Linked DNA regions of Xenopus tropicalis: all the other regions are linked to region 2. Evidence: chromatin contacts called from public Hi-C data. All regions are on one chromosome and are shown on one strand. The core of a region is the stretch at or near the end of the contact, and the rest is flanking DNA. Distances in the headings are between cores, read along the strand shown.

Region 1 (3,545 bases), core at 245-2,744, 430 kb before region 2:
GAGTGCAGAAACTGGAGTGCAGAAATTGTATATTTACCTTGGCACAAACCAATCACTCAGTAACATTACAGTAAGTAAAATGAATAAAACACGTTGGGAAATGATGTCACTAATTGGTTGGCTCTGTACCACCACTTTCAGGGTCAGTTTCTGCTTGCCATTCTGGTATCAAAGGAGTTAAAGCAATCCAAGCCTGCAGCTGTCTAGATGTGCACGACTAGAGATGCAGGGAGGTGTAGTTCATCAGCAGCTGGAGAGGGGAAGGCTGAGGGGTCTCTTTGCCAGTATGAACAAATGAGGCTTGCTGGTTGTTTTCCTATAGCTGGTCTAGTCTGGCACCTGCTGCTGGCTGAGCAAGACTGTGTGAGCAAGTCATCTATACACAGCTCAGCAGTGACTCCAGGGACTCCCATTCTCTGTGCCAGACCCACCCAGCGCCTGGCAGAGACTGTTCTCTTTCCCCAGCCAGTGTTACCAGACTGATGAAACATCACATGTACAAAACACATGCAGGTGGGCTCCAGTGCAGTTGTAATGCTCCCAAGTTGCAATCAGTTCAGCCCTTCTAATTTTTCCCCTGAATAACTCTTTGGGAACTGGGAACTGTAGACCAACAGGAGAAACTGGGGGAACCAGACTGGACTCCCTAGTAGTAACCCTTTCCCCAGTACAGGGGAAGCACTGCTAAATGAGAATGACTACAGTTTAAATCCAATTAATTTGCAATCAGTGCAGCCCTGCTAATTGCATTTGCTGGTAGCCACCAATTACCAGATGATCTGTAAGGACTGTACAGCCCCTAGAAAAGACTTTTCCTGATGTTAGCAAGTCTTCTGTATTGGCGAATAATTGCCATGATTTGGCTTATGGAAGGGAACAGCAACTACAGAAAGCACTGGGTTAGTCTGGTCCGTTTGCTGAGTGACTGGGGGGGGGGGTAAACAGACACAAAACTGACTCCCATCTATTGTGGGGGATTTACATTATACTAAAGGTTTGTTGTTTGGTGCCATAGGGAGTCGCATTTCAGAGCGATTTCAAAAAGCTGACACCCTATTTCTGTAGCTGTCTGAACAATACGAGGCAGGCTGGTTACTCAGAATTATGAAAATGAATTTCAGAAAGTGGCAGGTGTGGCATCACTCAGCCTGGCTTCATCGTATTACCTGAGGCACATGTGGGCACAATTCTCACTGAACCTGTATCTATTATGCTCCCAGTACCAGATCATGCTCCTAACATATATAGGATATATATAATATATATGGGGAAAGGAACTGGTCCAGCTGAGCAGCACCCCGCTTACACATTATGTACCCCTACACGTACCAAGCGCAGCCTCCTTGTGGTACCAGCGCTCCCCTCAAGTGAGTCAATCCGGTCCGGGATTTCCCTGGCGCACAGGCCAATGCCAGTAGCTGAGGAGTTCGGAGAGGGGGCGGTGCCTGAGAAGCGAGGCTGATCCCAACTATTCTCCAAATACAGTTCAATGAGCAGCAGTCAGTGTGCGGATCGGGCTGTGTTTCCCTGCTGCGAATCCTATAGGAGTTTGGGAGAAACTGCCTAGCGTACCCGGGCATCACTTGGCATAGGGGCAGCAGCCGCAGCAGCATCACCGCTCTGAAATGATCGTTCCTCACTCCAGGTTCTGCTGAAGGGGGTCATTCTCTCTGTTTAACCCTGTGGATTCCTTGTGGGATTTTGCTTTGGAAAGAGAAGGGTTTATCCCAAGTTTTGTGCGATCGCCTTGAGTTGTAGCGCAGCCGTGCGGGACAAGCTGAGTTCCATGAGCAGTGATGAACAAGGCTTGCCTGGGAGAGCTGCTCGCATCCCTCTCATTGGATTACTAATGGGACTTTACATGAGCTAGCCGGGAGTACTGCGCTGCCTGATCCCAAGGTACGGATCTCTGTAAGAGATGGGGGGGTCTGCGCCTGGGTCTCAAGGGGGCTTGGCTGGATCGCACTTCTAGGCATACTCATATTCCCATAGTGTGTGCACTGCTAGGCATACTCATATTCCCATAGTGTGTGCACTGCCAGGCATACTCATATTCCCATAGTGTGTGCACTGCCAGGCATACTCATATTCCCATAATGTGTGCACTGCTAGGCATACTCATATTCCCATAGTGTGTGCACTGCTAGGCATACTCATATTCCCATAGTGTGTGCACTGCCAGGCATACTTATATTCCCATAGTGTGTGCACTGCCAGGCATACTCATTCCCATAGTGTGTGCACTGCCAGGCATACTCATATTCCCATAGTGTGTGCACTGCCAGGCATACTCATGATACCATAGCGTGTGCACTGCCAGGCATACTCATATTCCCATAGTGTGTGCACTGCCAGGCATACTGATAGCATATTATGTGCCCTGTTAGCTACACGGGTCCTGCCAGGGACCAGGGTGCATGGCTAGGGATATGGCTCGAATAGTAAGTGCATAGCTAGGGATACGGATGTCATACTCAATTCACTACTAGGAATTCGGATCGCATACTCAATGCACTACTAGGGATACGGATCGCATACTCAATACACCACTGGGAAATCGGATCGCATACTCAATGCACTACTAGGAATACGGATCGCATACTCAATGCACTACTAGGGATACGGATCGCATACTCAGCGCACTGCTAGGGATCGCATACTTAGCGCACTACAAGGGATATGGATCGCACACTCAATGCATTATTAGGGATACAGACGGCATACTCAGTGCACTACTAGGTATATGAATGGCACAATCCGTGCACAACTAGATTTCATGGTGCCTTTCATTCATGTAATGTGCTCAGAGTTGGCCGTGTGAGTGCAAGGCAGCGATCTCCTACTCTGTGGCAGACAAAGGGTTGTTCCCACGCTGGCTGATGCCAAGCACAAAGGCAAGGGGTGGCCTGGCTGGCTCTTCCCACTCGTATTGGGAGGGAATGGCTCGGAACCAAGCGTGCAAATTGGAGTGTCAGCGCTCCCGTTGTGCGGATAGGGGACAACTCAGGGCGAGGGAGAGAGAGGAGGCGGGTAATGGGCCCCGCACAGCCGCTTGTGATCTCTTCCCGGCCGAGCAGTTAACGCCGCCGGCGCAGCAGCAGCACTAGCAGTATTCTCTCTCCGGCGCTCCGGGCTTAGCGAGACTGAGAGGGTCGCGTAAGGGTCGCTTGGCAAATAACAAAGCCATTTCCTCCCTCTCCCACCCAGAGATCCGGCCACTGTTCCCTGCGCCCCGTGTAACCTGGAAACAGGGTGGGATGTACAGTTATACACTCACTCCCAGGTTCAATGCATCCTTAATTTTCTATTGACACGTATGATGAATGGGGTAACCTTGTACATCATGTGTGTGTTTTAGCCTTTTGCATGTGGCTGTATATTGGAAATGGCTACAATTCCATGTATCCCACCATAGGTTTAAGCTGAGGGGGTGCCTTATTTGGCCTTTGCTGAGTTATTGGGTAAACGGACGATTAAACAACATTTCTAAAATGCATGGCAGGGCACCTATTCATCCCAGTATATAAACAATATGATTTAGATTA
Region 2 (3,272 bases), core at 117-2,616:
TGTAAATTGGAACTATTGCATGATAAGCCAGATATGAGCTATATTAGATGTTGATGAAACACAAATAAACAAGGAAACTGCCTTTAATAATATAATCGTATAATATAGATGAATATATCAGCTAGCTTTGCCGATAGTTCTACAATACCTAACAACACAACCCAAGATCAAACAGCTGCAGGGATCACTTTCAGACCCCACTTTAAAATTCTGAATGCATGAACTTAGGCAAATCAAAATTTGATATTTTGAATGAATAATACAAATGTCCTTTAGGATACTATTACTTTTTAATTTTTTTTTCTATGTGTTATTTTTCTATACGAAGATTTTTACTATAATTACAGTGAAAGTTTACCTATTTGCTGCAGTTCGTTCTTGGCAATTTAATTCTCACTACCCACTATTTAGGATTCCACAACAAGAAACTTAGGGAAAGTAAATATTTCTTATGAAACTTTCTTAAAACTACTACAAGGCAGCAAAATAAAGTGCAGATGTTTGTTTTTTTGCTGCAGTCTACTTTTTGTACTTTATGATCATGTACTTTATGATCAGGAAGGCTATGGGCTTAAGGAAGGCTGTGGCCAGAAAACCATTATACAATGGAGGCTTACACAAGACTAAACTGTAAACTGGGCCAGCGAACCCAGAGAAGCTAATGAAAAAGGAATAAGAAAGAGAATAAGTATAACAGCTATACATTTATATACTGTTTCCACAAAATGAAAGTGGAGCTATCCCTTTAAAGCTTTACCAGTGGTTTTGTTTGCACTTTGAAACCTAAGCTGTGCTTGACAGACAATATTGTTGTAAAGCTCTGTCAATAAACAGAGGATTTGGAAAATAAAAGATAAACTCTTCTGCTGAAAGAAACTGTTTTCTCTTTGGTGAGATGTATGCACAAGTGTTTATCACAGACTGGTAATCTGCCAGAATTTTATACAGATGAATCATATGAAACATGGCACATTAAATATGCCACTCTGTATCTGAGGGAGTAAGGGAGTAGTACCCCAGCTCTATATTGAAGAGGCTTAAGTGCATGGATGCCATACCTCCTGCTACTGGTAAGGTATTACAATCAATATCAGTTGACAATGCTGTGAGTTGGCAAGCAGTTTAAGGGCCATTCAAGGTACAAACCACTCTAAAAGAAGGGGGGAAAATCTACTAGAGGAACACACAGAGACTTAAGATCTGGTGCTGTAGTGCTGCACTAGTTAAACTGCTTCACTTGCCGCTGTGCTCTGCCATCGTTTGATGAATAGGAATTCATTTGCTAGAAGTGCAACAGAAGACCATTGTTAGGTACAGATTAGAAATGTAAACACTCTGCATTTCCCACAGCTACCGGCTTCACAATTGATTCTGAATGCTGCTTTCAAGACAATAAATTTAGGGAGTCGCTAAAACAGCACTGCAGCAAAGAGCACTACTGCCCTCTAGTGCACAAACAAATAAACACAACTGCTAACAACTGAAAATGTTCTATGGTTATACACTTTAATGCACATAATGGGTAACATTTTTTGAAGAGAAATGTTAAGGAGATTTTAAAACTCTCACTTATGTTTAAAGGTCAAATTTCCCTTGCTAATCCTAATAATAGATATGACAGCATAAGCAATAGCCTCATTATTTAAATAACTGTAATAGTGCGTTATAAAGCAAACACTTTTAATCAACTTATCTAATCGTGTTAGATGCCGTCAAAATAAATCTTGCAGTTTCCTTAAGTGTGGAAGAGCATGATAAAATATTCCTACAGATTGTGTATCCCTGTTGCAAGATTCACGAAGATATAATGGAGTGTAGCTAGCATACATAATATAATTATAAGATGGTGATTAGGTGCCCCTTTTAATACAGCTCAAAGCCTTGTTTGCCCTTGCAGCTTCTGACTGGCATTGCTTCTACAGCCAAGTTTATTATCTACAAGGATTCCAAGGTCCTTCTCCATTATGGATTTGCTTAGTGGAGCCAATACAGAACCCTGAGGGACCCCACTTCTCCAAGCAGAGAATGTACCATTAAAAACCACCCTCTGTACCTGATCCTGTAGCCAGTTTTCTGTCCATGTGCAAACGACTCCACTAAGACCAACAGACCTTAGTTTAGAAAGAAGTCATTTGTGGGGAACGGTATCAAAGGCTTTGGAGAAATCCAAATAGATCACATCTACTGCACCCCCACTGTCCAACTTACTTGCCTTATCATGAAAAAGCTATTCAATTGTCTAAACATGCCTTCATAAAGCCATATTGCGTATTACTTATAATGACATTCTCCAAAGCATAATCTTGAGTGTGATCCCTTAACAAACTTTCAAATAACTTGCCCACCACAAATGTCAAACTTATTGGCCTATACTTGCCAGGCTAAGATCATAATCCTTTTTAAACACTGTAATTACATCAGCTTTTGTACAATCCATAGCCATTATACCTAATGAAATGAAGTCTGAGAAAATCAGAAAAAGAGACCTGGCTAAAATTAAGCTCTCTAAATACTAGAGGGTGTATATAATCAGGCCCTGGTGCCTTGTTCACAATAACTTTAAGTACCTTATCCTGTGTTGAACTGGCTTGAGTGAGCTGAGCCATCTTCTCTATCTGAATCTTAAATAAAATAATTTCCATTATTTAATACATTATTATTTAATGGCAGTATTACTTGCCTAGGGTAAAATTAATGTTTGAGCTTGGGGTAGCCCCACTATTGACAGACGGACACTGCAGTCATTCTCTTCTTTCACTGCCAGAAAAGAGGTTGAAGAGTCTTGGGTAAGTAGGCCACTAAGACACTAAAGCCAGGGAAAATGGGTGCCATATAAAGGCTGGCTACAGAAAGCCCAGTCGTATATGGAGACAAAAAAAAAAAAAAAGAGACAGATAAGGCAGTAAAAACAAGACACTTTAGCTCCATCAAAAGAGGTGGTACAGATCCATTAATGGTGTGGTCATCTATGAATCTCAATAGATTATAAGTGGAAGATGTGCAGGTGAATCGGAGTGCTGGCTTAGCTTGCCCGACTGGTATACAGTTGGGTATAAGGATGGCTAAATAATACAAAGATCTGCACATATGGCAACCTCACTAAGTGAGCAGAAGTTTCTATGACTCATTAAGTTTAAACTTATATTCCTGCTCTTTTCTAATCAATAATTTAAAGAATACAGCACATTCTCTCACTGTGGGCTTCAACAAATCAGCTGTGAATTCTGTTGCTGTCAGATGGCACACACGGGGCACCCTCACTGGTCAGTTTC
Region 3 (3,360 bases), core at 700-3,199, 340 kb before region 2:
ATCCAAGTCCGGCTTGAGACTCTTCCCGGTACATAGGAGTAGGAGAAACAATAAGTTACCGGAAAGCAGTTCTAATATGTAGCGCTGGCTCCTTCTGAAAGCTCAGACTCAGGCACAATGCACTGAGATGGCGCCTACACCCCAATATTACAGCTAAAAAAATACATTTGTTGGTTCAAGAATAACATTTTAAATGGTAGAGTGAATTATTTGCTATGAAAACAATGTAATTTAAATAATTGCACCATAAAAATCACGACAGAATCCCTTTAAAGTACATAGGCACATTGCATCCCAGAGAATATAGTATCTTGGTAACTAGATAATGCACCTATATGCATATAGATCCACTGATTGGACCTGCTCACTGAATAACAAAAGGTTTGGCGAATATTGTCACCCATGGGCTGTACCAAAAAAAGACTTTTACAAGCATTTGCTCTTCAGCCTGTCAACCAGATTACAAAGGGAACTTGTGCAGCACAGTTAGCCCCAGAGTATATACACAAAAAGACTCATTTTTGGCTGCTAGTTGCCAGTTTGCTGCAGTCAGATAAATTAAAATAGTCTATTTATTAAAGGTAATTATGTTAAGGCACTCCTTGCTCTTCCACATAGTTGAATTAGGAGCTGTTCAGTCTATCCCACGCTTCTTCTATATCATGCGCATTGTGCCTATTGATGCAATATCGGACTGTGGCATTGGGGGGCCACCAGGGCTGTGAATTAAAGGGCCCTCCTTCCAATGTCTGCCCCCATACTGTGTACCTTTTACCTCCCAAAATAGATCTTAGATGAGCCTTAAAGTGATGTTAACCTCAGGCAACCTAATTTTTTGCACCAAACCTATCTGCAATAGTGTAAACCTCTACAAGCATATTAGAGATCTGTTGGTTTATTTGTATATCATACAGAAGCCAACATTTAATTCTAAATATGCCTTGCTTCTGTTGTGGTGCTAACTATCTAGGTTTTACTGCTAACACAAGGAAAAATATTTTTAAGTAATAATCAATTTATTCAAATCTAAATATGATGTAATAAATAGGGGCATAAATAACAGTGCACATGTAATGTTCTGCCATTGTATAAGTGCATTTATGGGAAATTTAATTTTGCTTCTTTCCAACTGAGATCATTCTTAAAATTCCTCAGGCATATCTCATCTGGGCATGCTACTATTTTGTACTGCCAAGGCGCAATATTGAGCATCTACTCAAAAAACATAAAGGCAAATACTTGTATATGTAAATAGACATATAAGCAATGGCATGTGGCTATTATATCCTGGCTCCTTATGCTGGATTAAGTAATAGGAAAGAAGACAGCCAGTAGCAATACAAACAAAAGGGCTGACATAATTACTGCTAATTATTAGTTATAGGAGCATTATTGCTGCATTTTCCCTTCTCATTGAGAGTTGCCTGATATACATTTGCTATTGGATTACAGTGGACGACACATTTTAACTCGAAACCCTGCAAGAAAGGCAGCGTGCTCATGATAATCACTAACATTACTGAAAGTCAATTTAGTCACTGTCACTTAAGATGATTTTATTGGAACTATTATACCACAAATCACCCAAAGCATATTTAGCTGAGATTCAAATGATCATTCTAATCACAATACCAATTACAGTTTTCAATACTATTATCATAATAGCCCCATTCTTCTTCTGCAGAATGGATTTATTTCCTAGCCAATGTTAGCCGTAGACCCAATGAAAGTGCTGATGTGGGGGACATGTATTTGTTCCAATAATTCCATCCATGCATTAAGGAAAAGAAGGCCAATTAAAGAAAGCACCAATCGGCACAACAATGAAGAAGCTGTGCTGGCTGATCATCTCCACTGGTAGCTGATCTCTCCTCCAACACCAAGCTGAGCCCCATTGTATAGTATATACAGGCGCCACAATAGTCTTTCATTTTCAGTCAGCACTGACTACTCAGTGTTACTCTCTGTGACAATATGTCTCTATTCGCGGGTGGAAGGGCGTTGCTTTGTTACCTACAGAAACAACATAAGTAGGTCAAACACTGTAGCGTTTGTCTTCGGCCTACATTGTGCCTTTGTTGTAAGATTTATTTTATTGACTTCTTCTACAACGTCACTGACAGATGCCTGAGAGCTTAATAGCCCGAACAAACAGCTTTGTTTGCTGAGTTTATTGATTTATTCATGTAGTGTAAAATATTTTACCAAGAAGGTTATATCAACTTATAAGGCATGGTATTTTTATTCAACTTAAATAAACAAAGGAAATGTATTATTTACACTGATAATATATATGTGATATACTATATATAATGGCAAACCTGATGCTTATATATAGTGAATAATGTATCCCCTATCACCGAGGAGTGCCATGGCCATTTAAAAGTACTAGGCCGAAGTTCATATTTTTCAAAAGGGTGTACATTTATTATAAAACAAATACACAAATTTCGGTGAGTCTGTGACAGGAATTACATCACTAAGCACCGATTATAACTAATGACATCACTAAGCACCGTTTAAAAGGATATAATTTACAGGTTATTTGTGGCTCTTGTGTATACATATGGTATAACATGGCGAGTCACAGATGTAAAATATATGGATATTATAAGTGCTTTTATACAGGTCTTAGAACTCCAAACTTACATTGTATCCTTATATTTTATTTTGGGGAAAGTTGTTATTCAGCATAGTTTTTGTGTTTAAAAAAAAAAAAATATATATATATACATATAAATATCCTGTTTTTATAAATGACTTTCAACTACTAAACTATAGCTAGAATTTAAAACCATTTACATTTTTATGTTAAGATACTAATTGCATTCTCTGGGAATCTGTATGCATATTTGACAGCTAGACCTGGAATTCTTGGCCTTGGTGTAAAAAAAAAAGAGATAATCATTTTATATTATAGAGTTAATGAAAGGATAAACATACAACTGAAATTGTTTTGAGAGCTAAATGGATCCAGTGAACCTTCCCAGTTTCAAGGATTTCCTTTCCAGTAGGAAAAAGCCATATAGTGTGTAAGATTTCTCAAGTGTGAGGCCAAGATGTTAAGGTATTTTCTTAAAATATGTAATGTCTCACCATGCTTGTGCTAAACCAGAACGCTCAAATTCCTTAGATCCCAGCACCACTTCCTACTCCAGAGTGCATGAGGGATACGATAGGGGAAGCATGTTGGATTGGAAAGACATCTATGACTCCTCTGAGAATACAGATCCACACGTCGCAGACTCTTTTCATAATCACCAAGACAAAAAGGGTAAGGCCTTGGAAATAATTCTTCTAGATAAACACTGAGAAGTGAACGGGAGGGAGGTATTATTTGTGACCTTGATGCTTTCAGCC

Evidence for each region. Hi-C and Micro-C count contacts between places; a contact is called where the count stands out from the background.
Region 1: a contact with region 2 is called in a Hi-C map of neurula embryo, with 2.0 times the contacts expected there. The contact joins the promoter of sema6a here to the enhancer-like site in region 2. A contact is called at or near these places in 2 of 5 Hi-C or Micro-C datasets (brain and neurula embryo).
Region 3: a Hi-C map of neurula embryo shows a contact between it and region 2, with 2.2 times the contacts expected there. The contact joins two enhancer-like sites. A contact is called at or near these places in 2 of 5 Hi-C or Micro-C datasets (brain and neurula embryo).

The regions. Positions count from the first base shown.
Region 1 is chr1:171,338,353-171,341,897 of UCB_Xtro_10.0, forward strand. sema6a (semaphorin-6A) reads left to right here and starts at 1,495. Exons shown (of 18, transcript XM_018090712.2): 1 at 1,495-1,899.
Region 2 is chr1:171,767,690-171,770,961 of UCB_Xtro_10.0, forward strand. All of the region lies in intron 6 of commd10 (COMM domain containing 10), which reads right to left. Among named protein-coding and RNA genes, the nearest start is that of commd10, 28 kb to the right of the region's middle. Within about 2 kb of position 1,367, at least 2 of the 11 cell types and tissues checked have an H3K27ac peak or open chromatin away from gene starts, as enhancers often do. A contact at or near this core is called in neurula embryo, where this site is marked.
Region 3 is chr1:171,426,517-171,429,876 of UCB_Xtro_10.0, forward strand. The region is part of intron 17 of sema6a (semaphorin-6A); the gene reads left to right. Among named protein-coding and RNA genes, the nearest start is that of sema6a, 88 kb to the left of the region's middle. Within about 2 kb of position 1,950, at least 1 of the 11 cell types and tissues checked has an H3K27ac peak or open chromatin away from gene starts, as enhancers often do. A contact at or near this core is called in neurula embryo, where this site is marked.